Linked DNA regions of Mus musculus: region 1 is linked to region 2. The links are chromatin contacts, called in public Hi-C maps. All regions are on one chromosome and are shown on one strand. The core of a region is the stretch at or near the end of the contact, and the rest is flanking DNA. Distances in the headings are between cores, read along the strand shown.

Region 1 (7,158 bases), core at 2,676-5,175, 110 kb before region 2:
CTGCCATTTCCTTCCTGGCTATTAAAAGGATAAGTCACACCTGTTGTTTCCACTTCAGGTCTGGGCACTGAGCTGATCCTTACAATTGAAATCAAGCAATTTATAAGCAGAACCTTACCTACTCCCAGCTAATACATTTTGAGAACCGAATTCACCAATTAGTACAGAGGCCAAAGAGCTCAGACCTGGAGCAACAAAAGGGAGTTATACTATGAGTATAGGGGTGGTTCTGATGCTAAGGTCCTGTTCCCAAACTGGTTCTTGATCTGTCAGTTAAGAAGCCATGAGCCAATTGTTAGGCAGAAGGAATAGTCAGGATTTCCAGGTACCTGTAGGAAAAGAGTCAGATGTAAGGGGGGGGGGGGGAGAGAGAGAGAGAGAGAGAGAGAGAGAGAGAGAGAGAGAGAGAGAACGAAGCAGCCATGTGAGGTCCTCAAAAAGAGTACGTGCCTGTGGCCACTCCTACAGGCTGGTGGTCAGGGATATTTAGCAGGGACTAGATATATCTTAGCAACTAAAGTTTAGGACAGGTGGGAGGTGAAGAAATAAAAATATTATTAAGGATGATATTTCTAGGCAGCAGAAAATAGGGCCCAACAATTGTGTTGAAGGCAAGTTGAAAAGGAACATCTGTGGTTGTGTCTTTTATCCGTGGATTCAAGGAAGCTGGTGGGAGCTGGTAGCAGGGCCCATTCCCAGAGCTTAGGCTGGGTAGCATAAAGCTGCACACAGCAAATGGAGGTAACTGTTATACATCATTTATGTTGAGGTAGATCTAACAAGAACTGGTGTGGGATAAGGTAGACAGGAATCAAAATTTATTTGAAACATTGGGCTTCCAAAAGGGATTGGGACCTACAAAGATAATTCAGTAAAATGTCTGGATACAGGATTAATAGACAAACAGCAATATTCTATGCTTATGACTGAAGACTCAGAAACTCATAGGGGAAAAAGTAGGTCACTGCAGATGTCCTAATACAAAAAAAAAAATACACTTAGCCAATATGAGTAAACACTTACTGTCTGAAAAATATATAACCCAATGACAAGAAGTCCTGGACTTATTTATATTTTTTTCAAAATCTAGATAAGTTTTCTAGAATTTTGTGTAAAATAGTAAATTACCTTAACAGAGCAAAGATGATGAGGCACATACAAGGAACCGGTGCTCCTTAAGTATCAGCTCCATCACCAGACAAAACTCAACTGGTACTCTGACTCTGCCCATGGCCAGGATATAATAGATTACTCATCAGGGTGCTGCACAGTTAGTGTAAGCCATAGCCCTAAATGGCAACAGAGGGGGAGCCGGACTCCTCTAGTTTCCTCTGTGGAAGCAGTTGTCTTGAATTTAGTGACTCTAGAACAAGATTAGCATGTAGATATTTTCTTTTAACAGTTGCTTCTCTTTTAATAAGAGACAGATAGACAGATTTATTGATCACTTTAAAAAAACCTCTGAGTACTTTCTCTTGTTTCCTGGATTATCAATGTTATGCTTAGTGTGGGGCTGTAGAAGAATGTGTAAAAAGCATTCCTTCAAAGGCTGAAAATCTTGTATCTAAGGTTGAACTGATCCTGAAATTCACAATTACCTTTTGCTTCTACTTTCAGTGGAAGTTCACTTTGTATCTCTGTGTTGTTAATGACAAGAAACAAAGGTTTGGACAGTAGTTATAAGTATCAATTCAAAATGGGTCCCAAGAAAGAGAACAGACCATGTTACTAATAAGATGAGGTGCAGCCAACTCAGAGTCCTCGCCTCTGAAGAGCATATCCTTAGACTGTGGCACAGTCTAACTGGTGATGAGTTTTGCAGAAGCATCTCATTAACACAGATTCTGTGAGGCACGGATATATCAACCACAAATACCAGTTTATATATGATACTTTTGCACATGTGGTAACAACTCTATTGGGCATTAATAACCTCAATTTGAGATGCTACGTTTAATGATATTATCATTACTATATACTATAAATGAAACTATCACTCTGCAGGTAAGAGCATTTGCTGCTTTTGAGAGGACCTAGATTCCCAGCATACACATCACAAGGTTCACAGGGCAGCCTGTGACTCTAATTCCAGGGGTTAACAATCTCTTCTGACCTCTGTGGGCAACAGCAGATGTGTGTTTCACATTCATACATATAGGCACTCATGTATGCACAAAACAATCTAAAAGTAATAAAATTGACTTCTCTGTCATAGCCCATCTTCACTGGATGAAGGGAACCCAAGGAGACTGAAATCAACAAAAGAGAATTGATGTGCACACAATTGTCACACTGTCTGGGAGCACAAGTCTTGACATAGGACAATAATATTGATCCTTTTCAGTAAAGGAATTGGATCTCAGAAGGCAGATAAACAAAAATCCTTAATTCTACTCACAAGAAAAGCAAAGTAATAGTTTTTATTTTATTTTGCTTTCCTTTTGGTGTATTTTCTGGGTTTACTACATGGTTTTGTTTACTGGGAAAGGGACTAAGTCGATATGTGGTATTCTGTTCTTGAACCCAATGATTGAATAAGGAGGGGTTAGTCTTTTAATGTTTTCATTTCCAAAGAAAGGAAACAAAACAGACAGCTTTATCTCAAAGGAGCTGGTCTGGTCATCAGGTGACGTGATCAGGGCTGTAAGTCCAGCTAAGGAGATTACTTCATATTTGATGGTGTGAAAAGAGAAATGAGAAACACCAGGCTCAGTGCCCACTTGGATAATTCACCCCCTAGGCAAGATCCCGAGGCAGGGATTATCTGCAATACTTTTATTTTATTTTCTTCTTGGACAATTTGAAATATGCTTTCCTTTTGGCTATTTCTTCTCTGTGTTACCCTTTCAAGGTGCTTTTATAGCAGACTCCACCACAGCCTTTTACAGGTCCACACACTGCAAGGAACCCTAGCAGGTTTAACAGTTTCCCATACATTGCTGCATTCCCCTTTTTTGCTCCAGCTGATTTCTCTCAGAATCCCCCCCCCCCAGAGAAGAGACAAGGTAGTTTTAAAATAAATTTGTGATTATCTTATAACTTCTATTCATATATTTAAAAATTTTTTATCTCCCCACTTTTTCTATGGCCCTAAATTTCCCTTTGGAAATATCCAGAACTAATGATATATTTTACTTCTGAATATATCTTCCTTTCTCTTTCCCTATCTTTCCCCCATCTCTCTCTCTCTCTCTCTCTCTCTCTCTCTCTCTCTCTCTGTGTGTGTGTGTGTGTGTGTGTGTGTGTGTGTGTGTCTGTCTCTCTCTCCAATTTTATCTATCTATCTATCTATCTATCTATCTATCTATCTATCTAATCATTAGTTAGTTAATATGTTAGTTATAAGTATGAATTCCAAAGCCCTTTGCTGTGGGATAGCCTTCCAATCAGTAACACTTCACTGATTTTTATAGAAGCAAATAGAAACTGAACTCTGATGTTTCAGATATGTATCTGAAAAAGCTGTGCTAATTATCATATGCTCAGTTAAAGCTAAGGGACAATAAATGGCTATTTTTAACAACTTATGTACTGTAATTTCAATTGTTAAACTGTTTATATTTTCATTTAACCTAGAGCTTACAATACAGAAGTTGAAACTGAAGTCTTAACGAGATAATATATACTTTGGGGACAATATCTTCATGACTCCTGTTTGATTGGCTGTTTATCATCACGGTGTGAGCATTGAAAGGCTCCACAGGGATAGTCAGAGAACAGAAGGTCTTCATGTTACCCAGAAGTAAGACCTATACAACAGCTCCCTCTTATCCTTCAGACTTCAGTCAGAGAAACTATGAAATTTTGCAGACAGCTTTCCTTCTACTTCAGGGATTTTGGGCAACTGAGTCATTGTGGGCTACTTAAGCCTTTAGTCACTAGGAACCTCAACCTGGGCGAGACAGCACATTTCGCCAGATGGTAAATATGACCACATCTTTTGGTACAGTAATTCCAGCAATGATGGCCCTGTCATAGGTCAAGCACTTTAAGTCACCGGATTTATTACTCAGGGTTTCCAAGCCGCACAACAGTACATTTCACTGGATATACGTAGAAAAATACCCAGTAGTAGCTTTCAAGGATTACACACCAATATTTGAAAGCTATATATGAAGTCCCCTAATGTAGGATTACCTTTCCACTTCAGTTGACACACTTCCACTTCTTCAGACTTTAGCTGAATAGAAGCTCCTGGGGCAAGCACCATCTGGGAGCCCAGAGGCAGAGGCAGTGACGTCTTTGCAGCATGGTCTATGCCACACCCATCACAATTTTGAATTTTATTTTTTCATGAACATTCCTTTGCTATTCAATGGTTTCTGGAGGTCAAAGAAGCTCTGAATAATCTTTGGATCCCTGATACATAGCATGATATTTGGTTGATGCATAGCAGGGTACTTGACTGCTAGCTAAATAAGAGAATGGGTGAGTGTATGTAAAGATAAGGAAACAGAATCATAAACAAATATCAGGAGATGTAGTTGGCAAAAAACACAAATTTACATACTCTCTTCAAATAGAAATAGCTCATATTTTTCTCTTAAATATTTTATTATTTTATTCACTCCAATTCACATTAAATACAAGCTAACAGATTTTTTTTTCATTTGTAACTCCACGTGGCTTTTAAAATGAGGGTACTAGACTTTGTTTGGAGAAATGAATTGGATGCAATATTCTGGAATTAATTTTCATCCTAGTAGCCTTCCATTTCTCATTCACTTACAATCACCATGGTGACCACTGAGCTTTGTGTACATGTCTCCCACTCTGACTTAACACTAGATGTGAAACTTGGTATACTTGAATCTTAGGATCTAGCTTTCTCTATCTTTATGTGTCTCCAAGACAGTACATTATCAAACTGTACTGGACAGACAACTAATTGAGACCATACTTATGCTTACACATCCTACCTAGGTAGTCTTTACTGGACACAGAACTGAGAAGGAAGTGTTAATGACATATTCACAAGTGTCTGAAATCTTGTATTAGTGGCTAATCATTTTCTCGGACTAAGTAATTTGCTTTTGGGGAAGCAACTACAGAGACTGAAGTTAAATGTTTGATATACCTTGACGAATATTAAAATAAGAGATGAAGGACTTATGAAGTATGTGACTAATCTCTAACCTTCTTCATACAGATGCTAGAAAGTGTTACTTCAAATGTTTTTTTATTTAAAATATTTTGTCTATGTCCCCGCCATACATAAGAATCTCACAATCTGAAGTCCTTATCAGCTTACTACAGATGACATCAGTAGACCTTTATATGACCTCTAAAACCAACTTCTCTTGCACACCCCCTGTGCTGGTTTGAAGAGGTGAGGTCTTCATAGACTCATGTGTTTGGATGCTTAGCCCAGAGGGAATGGTACTATTAGGAGGTGTGGCCTTGTTTGAGGAACTTTATATTTGTGGAGATAGGCTTTGAGGTCTCTTACATACCCATGCCACTCCCAGAATGACACAGTCTCTTTCTGATGCCTTCAGATGAAAATATTGAACTCTTAGCTCTTTCTCCAAAGAAAGAGCTTGCTTTTCGTGCTGCCTGCTTGCTGCCATGCTCCCCACCATAACTAACCTTCTGAAAAATCTAAGTTAGACCCAACTAAATGTTTTCCTTTATAATAGTTTCTGTGGTCATAATGTCTCTTCATAGCAATAAAACCTTAACTAAGACACATTCCCAACATGAATCAGGGCTCACCTCCCTAAACAACAGGCCTTAACTGATTTAAACCTTCTTAAAATATAGACCGGGGTGTTGATCACACATATTTTCTTTTAAGTCTGGATCGATAGGATCATCTCTTCATTAATAATGCCTTGCATTTCTTTCTGGTCTCGACACTGATATTTTCCAGGAGCCTGTTATTGAGCAACTCAATAATTGGTTGGGGGAGGGTGCCAAGAATATGTTGAGTCACTTCTTCTAAAAGTCATATCCTATTGGGGGAAATTCATCAAGGTAAAAGTCAAATGTGAAGTTTCTTTGCAGCCAGCTTCCTGATTAGGCCAATAAGTATTTCTCAGAAGAGAGAAGCATATTTATGTTTCTTGCCTGCCACTCAAGCTTGCCTACGCTCCCTACATGTGCAATAAGCAAACCTTTTGAGATTGTATATCTGTTCACACTTCTATACTATCAGTCATCTCGCCATTATAAAACATCTGAGAAAACCCACCTGTAGAAGAGAAGGGTTACTTAGACTCTCAGCATTGGAGTTTTCTATCCATAAATAATCATGTATCATATGTCCAGACTACATTGTGGCAAAATATCATGGAAGAATAGAGTCCAGCAAAAAATGTCTTGCATCATAAACCAAGGAACGACTACAGAGGATGGGCTGGAGACACACAATCCCCTTTGAAAGCAGACCAATATCCTAATGACCTGCTACTAAACCCTACCATCAGAGGTTCTACTATCTCCCAATGTCATTCTGACTATTAAACCTTAAGTATAAATGGAGGACAGTCAACATCCAAATCAGAGAATACACTTTCAAATCCAAAAGATGCCATATACTTCATATTCTTTGTAGTACATTCAGTCTTTGCAAGACACCATTTACCTCATACTCATTTGATTCTGCTTTCATTTGACAGTTGACCAGAAATAAGTATTTCTCAGATGACAGAAGCACATTCATGCTTCTTGCCTGCCACTCAACCTTACATACACTCCTTAAGTGTGCAATGAGCATATACAAACTCTGATGTAGAACGATGACTTCCACACAACCGTCCTGCAGCACAAACTGGAACATAACTGACTGTATGTCGATTGAAAAAGATTGAAAAATCGTAAGTCTATATTAAAGGGTTGAGCATGTAGTGATATCCTCTAAACATGTACCCACATCAAGGTCATGTTGACCCACTAGAAAGGCAACTATTCAAATCATGATAGCTCATTATTAGATAATCTATAGTCTCTAACAAGGTTTTCTTTTTTATGTAGTTCTGTGATCAAGAGAGAAAATGGAATGGATTTTGTTTACCATGGCAAATGCTGAAATAGTTATAATGAACATGTAGACTAAATACAGATTTATCACCATTATTTATTATTGCCATATTATTAATTATTATGTAATGATATGCATATGCCAGAAGAAGGAATTGGATCCCCTATATCTTGAGT
Region 2 (7,505 bases), core at 1,037-3,536:
TGAAGACACATTAATGACCACTGACATCCCAAATGGTTATTCCCACTGAGGTATAGCTGCATTTACAGGCAAAACAAAAACACAAACAAAAACCAAAACCACAGCAACCTATAATAAGATTAGTATCATAAATGCAAATGATAGTGCTCCTTTCGAATGGCAATATAGTACCCTAGAGCGGAACTTTCACCATTCTTTATATCTGGAGTCCGAAAGAGCTTTCACCTGGTTTTCCCATGAGAAGGTCACAAATATGTAAATATAGATGTCCAGGTCAGAAAGCAACAGCAGGCATCATTTGGATCAAGTAAAAGCAGCTTGTTTCAATAAGAGTCAGGTGCAAGTATGCCTGGTAGATTTACCATATTTAGAAAAGCAAATTAATTTATAGTTCTCCAATCTCTCAATCCATTTATCTGTATTGACAGACTGGAGAACTATAAATTAATTTGCCATGCTATAAATAAGCTGTAAACACAGTAATTTCTCTACAGCTAATATACTCCCATACCCACTTGTCTATAATTGTGTACAACCAGATGGCATATTCCCAATGCTTCCAACAAGTGTCAGGAAGATAAACAGAGAGGGCTGGAGAGAAGAAGAAAAGGAAAGGAAGGAAAATAAAAGAAAGGGAAGGGAAGGAGAGGAGAAAAGAGGAAAAGGAAAAAGAAAGGAAACACAGAAAAAAGAAATTTTTTAAAAATCCCTTTATGTTGCCAAAAGCTGGCAGCTCTCTTCTTTCTTCCCAAACCCTTAGATCTTAGGAAAAGAGTATGTCTTACTAAGTGCCAACAACAACACAGATAATTGTTAGTATGTTTCCTCTGTGTGGATGGGGCATGCATTATCCTGCTTTGACTATAGCCACACTAGCCGCTGGGATAAAAGTCAGTGCCAAGTTTAAAATAATAACACCACCTTCTGCAGTGCCAGGGCCTGGTTTCTAACCCCAAATCCTGAATTTTAGATGCTGTCTGTTAGAATGAAATAAAATATGGCTTGGATTTGCTGTTACACAGACCTCTGAGTTAGGGTTAACAGTTAACACAGAGATGTTTCTAATCTAATGTGGGCTCACTGCAGAAGAACATTTAGAAAAGAATAAATTAATTTTAGGAAGAAAATTACCAGTATCTTTACCACTTCCTACCCTGGTCCTTATTAATAAAATATATTTACAATGCAATAGCATGAATCACTTTAGTGATATACGTTTATACACTCGTGAAAATACTTATGATGACAAGTAAAAAATATGTATGATGCTAGTATGAGCAATGGGGGTTCTTCAGGGGGAGGGCTTTATTTGAACCTTCCTGTAAATCCCATGAATAATGACAACTTGTATAATTCACAGCTTTTCTCAAGGGAGGTTTACTACCCTGGGGCCAGCCATCCAAACAAGGTTCAGGGGTGACATGTGTACCAATATGATAAAGATAGGAAGGAATTGTAGTACAGAGGGTACCAGGTCCAGCAACTCTCTCCTAATTTACCCAGACCATCGGAGAATGCTTCCAGAAAAGACTTCCCTCCTTTCCTCCTTTCCTCCTTTCCTCCTTTCCTCCCTCCCTTCCTTCCTCCCTCGTTCTCTCTCTCTTCCTCTCTTCTTCCGTTCCTCTCTCGCTCCCTCTCTCTTTTCCCCCTCCTTCCTTTCTTTTCTTTTTTCTACCTTTTAATTAAGAAGAAGAGCAAGAAACAAACAAGCAAAGATCAATTTATCTGTGGTTTCCTAATAACGACAAGGACTAGGAAGGATGCTTAAGTATTCCTTTAAAAGCTCAAATCTTTCAAAGGTGAACAAAGTAGAACTTAAACCACGTGGTTTGAATAATGAAGACAAAGTATTCAGGCCATTCTTCCTGAGAGTTTGATGTCCTTGATTAACATGCAAAGTAATGAGAAATTTGATGTTCCTTCTCTAGAGCATTAATATCACTCTAGTTGGCCATGAAGCAGAAAACAAAGAAGCACACACACACTCACATACATACTCATACAAATGCAAACACATACTCATACAAATGCACACACTATTACACTCACATGTACTCCCTCTGTCTCACACACACACACACACACACACACACACAGAGTTTGCACGGTGGTAATGTTTCTTTATAACAAACTGGCCTCAGGAAATTATTAATGAGGGGTGAGGAGGTTACAGAGCAGCTAAGCTCACAAGAATGCCTAAGCAAAGAGAACTGCCTATTCAGACAGAGCGGCTGAGGACTGTGTGGGGAAGACTGGCACTTAGAAAGGAATTCCTTCCTAGGCAAAAATTTTTCTATACCGTGCAAAGTGAGAATCAAATGAGTCATAACAGTCCACATCTCCTGTGTGTGTGTTAGTGGGTGACCTCCGATTCCTAAGGAAGTCAAGGGCAGCATCAAGTGAGAAACCACCCTCCTGCCTCTCTACCCCTCCTCCCAGCACCACATGTGAGGACCATCTGAGATGACACAGGTTTGGTCCAGCCAGATGCCATTACACATTGGATGACACCGGATTTGTAACTTTTGGCTTTACTTTCAGGAAGGGAAAAAAATAAAAATAAAAAAGACCCATGCCAGAAATTGAGCGGCTTTTCTCTTTGGACAAGCCCAGGCATGCCCCAGCGACACCAGCACTGGCTGAACCCTCTCTTCCTAGGCCTGCCTACCACCAGAAAAGTATGAACATTTTAACCGACTGTTTCGAAGGACCCGGAATAGAACTTTTAGTCACTCAGCCTGAGCAGAAGAGCAGTAAAGGAAAAGTTCTCTGCTTGTGCAAACATGGGGCCTATTTTCTCTATGTGAAGATGGCAAGAAACCCCTTTGTCCCCAAATCAGGATGAATGTTTTATCACTTTCAAAAGAGAAGGTACCTTCTGGTCCAGATACACAGAAAAGAGTCCTCTGCTTGACAGCTTCCACTTTATGCTGGTCAAGTATGTCTCTTCTATTGCTGCTATTGACCACTGCTGTGTCCTTGTCAACTCAGGACCAGGGGACTCTCAAGTAAGTTAGGCTTTCAGCAGCACAGCTTCATAGACTGAGCACCAATGGGTTGTCAGCCCTTCCTGGCTGCAAATGGTTGTCACTGTAGAGCCATCGAGTCCCTAAGCAATTCTAGAGAAACTCCCTATTGCAACACACACTAATTCTCTCAGTTCTGTTTTTCTGTAGAACCCTCACTAAAGATGGCTTTATGTTGGCCAGATTTAATCTTCTGTAAGTAGTTGAGACAACCCTCATGGCTGGATTTCAGTGTTCTTTTGTTACAGATGACAAAGCTGAAGTCCAGGGGGGGTGGGGGGGGCAAAGTGGTGGAGTCATATGGAGGTTGTACTAGAAGAGAAGATATTGTGCTCTAAGACTCAAGCATTGATTCTGCACCACTATTCTTTAAATGGCAATGGTTTGTGTTGCCAGAGAATTAGACTCAATTCCAGCTTCATTTTACTTTCTGTCCTTCCTCAAAAAGCCATATTTTGTTATGTTGATCCCAACCTACTTTCTAGATTAAAATAAGCAAACTGGAGAAAAAAAAAAGTGAAGATACCAAGTGACAAATCTCAATTTCTGGGACAAACGCTGAGGTGCCTATTTAACAAATAAAGAGACTTGGTATCCAGATTCGTCCAGCATCCCTCCATCACTTCCTGCTATGGGGTATGGCTGACATAACCACCCTCTGCCCTAAACCCTCCAGCCCAGAGGCTGGACTGCCCTTACCTCAGAGCCTTTTCCCCATGTAATCCAGTACTTCCGGTTACCTGCCCCCTTCCGTTACCCTTCAGCCTTCAGACTGATGCATATGGTTCCTTTTCCCTGGCCCATCTCCACAAAGACTCGGTCATGGCTACTGAGGATTGCCCAGACATCTCTGCCTTTAGTACTCTTTCGTTTTGATCTGTAACATTCTCCTCCATCACACCTGGACGCTGTCATGTTTGTTCCTTTTTCTTTCTCTTTTTTTTTTCATTCATCTACAGGAGTACTATAAACAGATCATATTACAATACCCTTCAAGTAATAGTGCTAGGTCCTACCTGTTTTCCCAAGCCACTTTCCTAAACCTTACTCTATTCCCATTAGTATTATCTTATCCCTCTCTACAATTTTCCTTCCTTGGTTAGAATGGCACATAAAGCCTCTGGTCTTAACTGTTTCCTTAAGTTTCTACATCTTTCTGTGAAGTCTGAGAATCTATAAAATTTGAAACAGTTGTAAAATCCCTATGTCTTTTCTCTTCTTACCTGTCACTTTCAGCTTAATTTGCACACCTCAGCTTGAAAAGCTAGGGTGCAAAGCTATTATTCTCTTCCTTGTGGCATAGTAGGTAATAATGTACTATGAAAAAAAGGTATTTTTGTTATAAATATAAAAATTTCTAAAATGCTTATAAGTGCTGAATTGCTAAGCAATTATATTTATATAAAATCAAAAATAAAACATGGCAATACTTATCAAATATATCAAAACAAAATTCCAAATTTGTAAGAAATCAGAATTTGTAGGTTTAAGGGTTTACCTTGTAAATGTCTGGATGCCTACCAATTCCTGAAGATGATAGTGTGGTGTGTGATGGCTTAGATTCTAAGTATGAAGAAAAAAAGGTGGACACAAGGGTTTTTGCCAGTCAGAGAACTGTGGATCTCATAAGAAGGTGGATGGTACCTGAGGAACCATGCCACAGGTCAAATTCAAAACCCCAACACACACACACACACACACACACACACACACAGAGATAGTTCTATATATTGAGTACAGTATCCACGGTGTGTAATTAACGAATCATTCCTTAGCATTCTTAGCATTTGGGTTTTATTGTAGACAAAGGTATTTCTCAACTAGCCAAAATCTGAACCTGATGATATGCTCTCAGTGTAGTTAGAAACAGTTGAATCAAACATCAACATTGTCCACATTTAAAATCTCTAGGTACCTTCAGCGAAATCTTTCTGGCATATGAAATAGTGTCTGGGTTTGGTGGCTGATTATGGGATGGATCCCCGGGTGGGGTAGTCTCTAGATAGTCATAGCTGTCTCCTATGAGGCTATGCCAGTGCCTGTCAAATACAGAAGTGGATGCTCACAATCATCTATAAGATGGAACACAGGGCCCCCAATAGAGAAGCTAGAGAAAGCACCCAAGGAGCTGAAGGGGTCTGCAACCCTATAGGTGGAACAACAATATGAACTAACCAGTACCCCCAGAGCTCCTGTCTCTAGCTGCATACATAGCAGAAGATGGCCTAGTCGGCCATCACTGGGAAGAGTGGCCCCTTGGTATTGCAAACTTTATATGCCCTAGTACAGGGGAACGCCAGGGCCAAGAAGCGGGAGTGGGTGGGTAGGGGAGCAGGGCAGAGGGAGGGTATAGGGAACTTTCGGGATAGCATTTGAAATGTATATAAAGAAAATATATAATAAAAAATAAAGAAAAAAAAGAAAGAAAAAATCTCTAGGCACTTCCAAGTGTGAATTTTAGGGGCATGGAAATTGCCAGTGACTTGCTTGCATACAAAGGAAAACAATGTTCTTCTCCCAGCAATATCCTGCTCCGGACTTCATTCCACAAAATGAGTAAAATACCTGCCTGCAGTCGGGGTGACTTCTTTTTAACATGTAGGCTGAAATAAAGGTGACCTACCTACAACAGAGGACAAAGTAACTCATCAAAGGGAGCATCTCATCAATTTCATTATTTTTATTTTTCCCTATGTTTTTTTTAATTTTTTATTAGATATTTTCTTTATTTACTTTTCAAATGCTATCCCAAAAGTGCCCTATACCCTCCCTCTGCCCTGCTCCCCTACCCACCCACTCCCATTTCTTGGCCCTGGCATTCCCCTGTACTGGGGCATAAAAAGTTTGCAAGACCTAGGGGCCTCTCTTCCCAATGATGCCTGACTAGGCCATCTTCTGCTACGTATGCATCTAGAGACACGAGCTCTGGGGGTACTGGTTAGTTCATATTGTTGTTCTACCTATAGGGTCGCAGATCCCTTTAGCTCCTTGGGTACTTTCTCTAGCTCCTACATTGGGGGCTCTGTGTTCCATCCTATAGATGACTGTGGCCATCCACTTCTGTATTTGCCAGGCACTGGCATAGCCTCACTCACACGAGACAGCTATCAGGGTCCTTTCAGCAAAATCTTGCTGGTAAATGCAAAGTGTCTGGGTTTGGTGGCTGATTATGGGATGGATCCCTGGGTGGGGTAGTCTCTAGATGGTCCATCCTTTTGTCTTAGCTCCAAACTTTGCCTCTGTAACTTCTTCCATGGGTATTTTGTTCCCTATTCTAAGGAAGAATGAAGTATCCACACGTTGGTCTTCCTTCTTCTTGATTTTCTTGTGTTTTGCAAATTGTATCTTGGCTCCACTATGTTCAAAGCAGCCTTCTTTATAATAGCCAAAAGCTGGAATGTCCCAGATGTCCCTCAACAGAGAAATGGATACAGAAAATGTGGTACATTTACACAATGGAGTACTACTCAGCTATTAAAAACAATGGATTTATGAAATGCTTGGGCAAATGGATGTATCTGGAGGATATCATCCTTAGTGAGGTAACCCAATCACAAAAGAAGTCACTTGATATGCACTTACTGATAAGTGGATATTAGCCCAGAAACTTAGAATTTCATTATTTTTAAAATAAGCAAAGCATTATTCTGTAGTTCTGCCTACTTCTCTGATTTGACCAACACCCTCTCTTCATATGTGTACAGGAGTCACAAAAGACTCAGAAACAGGAACTTGAGGTCAGAGTAGCAGGAGAGCTAGGCTACATTACAGGTCAGCTGTTCCAGAGATAGTCAATGACAGTATCAAGATTCTTAATGAATGCCATACCTATCTGTTGGTATTAAGTCACTGGGGAAGATGCTAACTTAACTGCATCCTAGAGCTCAGATTCCTTTCACATTGTCTCAATGCACTGCACTTCTGTGACTCACTGACAATACTGGCCACAGTTAAACTCAACCTATTAATGTTTTAAGATGTGACATATTCTTTAACCTGCTATCAGCTCCAGTACAAAGACCTAAGTGTCACACAAACTGTGGAAATCAATTTTGGTGGCTAGGCTATCATGAGAGTAGCAGAGGGCAGTTTGTCCCCAAGCCTCAGAGGCTCCTGTATGGAATGGTTAACAAATTGATCTACAAAAAGCCGGCACCAGTCCTCAACTTTGTAATCACCTCGAAAGAAATTCATCTTTGTTTATTAATCTCTAATTGATTTAAATTCTCAAAATAAACTGCACAGAACTTTTGTTTTATCTGATTTCAACTTTTTTTTCCTACCATCAAAATTTAATATAAAAATCTCAGGGACAACTATATTCATTTTCCAATTTTTTTTGAGTATAAAGAACATTGATTAAATTAGTATAAAAAGAACAGCTCCTGTGTCTTTCATCTCTATTGAAGATAATTATTTATCAAGTAAACATACTAAATTTTGCCTTCTTATGAAAACACTAAAGGAAATCTTAAGAAT

Evidence for each region. A called contact is a pair of places that touch in the nucleus more often than the background predicts.
Region 1: a contact with region 2 is called in a Hi-C map of embryonic fibroblasts, with 2.2 times the contacts expected there. The contact joins two enhancer-like sites. A contact is called at or near these places in 1 of 39 promoter capture datasets (embryonic stem cells), 13 of 484 Hi-C or Micro-C datasets (the C2C12 cell line, adipose-derived mesenchymal stem cells, bone marrow-derived macrophages and 5 more), 1 of 115 datasets of contacts at active chromatin or transcription factors (embryonic stem cells) and 1 of 9 other capture datasets (embryonic stem cells).

The regions. Positions count from the first base shown.
Region 1 is chr3:81,161,073-81,168,230 of GRCm38.p6, reverse strand. The region is part of intron 2 of Pdgfc (platelet-derived growth factor, C polypeptide); the gene reads right to left. Among named protein-coding and RNA genes, the nearest start is that of Pdgfc, 130 kb to the right of the region's middle. Within about 2 kb of position 3,925, at least 25 of the 459 cell types and tissues checked have an H3K27ac peak or open chromatin away from gene starts, as enhancers often do. A contact at or near this core is called in the C2C12 cell line and embryonic fibroblasts, where this site is marked.
Region 2 is chr3:81,053,527-81,061,031 of GRCm38.p6, reverse strand. The region is part of intron 1 of Pdgfc (platelet-derived growth factor, C polypeptide); the gene reads right to left. Among named protein-coding and RNA genes, the nearest start is that of Pdgfc, 21 kb to the right of the region's middle. Within about 2 kb of position 2,286, at least 95 of the 459 cell types and tissues checked have an H3K27ac peak or open chromatin away from gene starts, as enhancers often do. A contact at or near this core is called in the C2C12 cell line and embryonic fibroblasts, where this site is marked.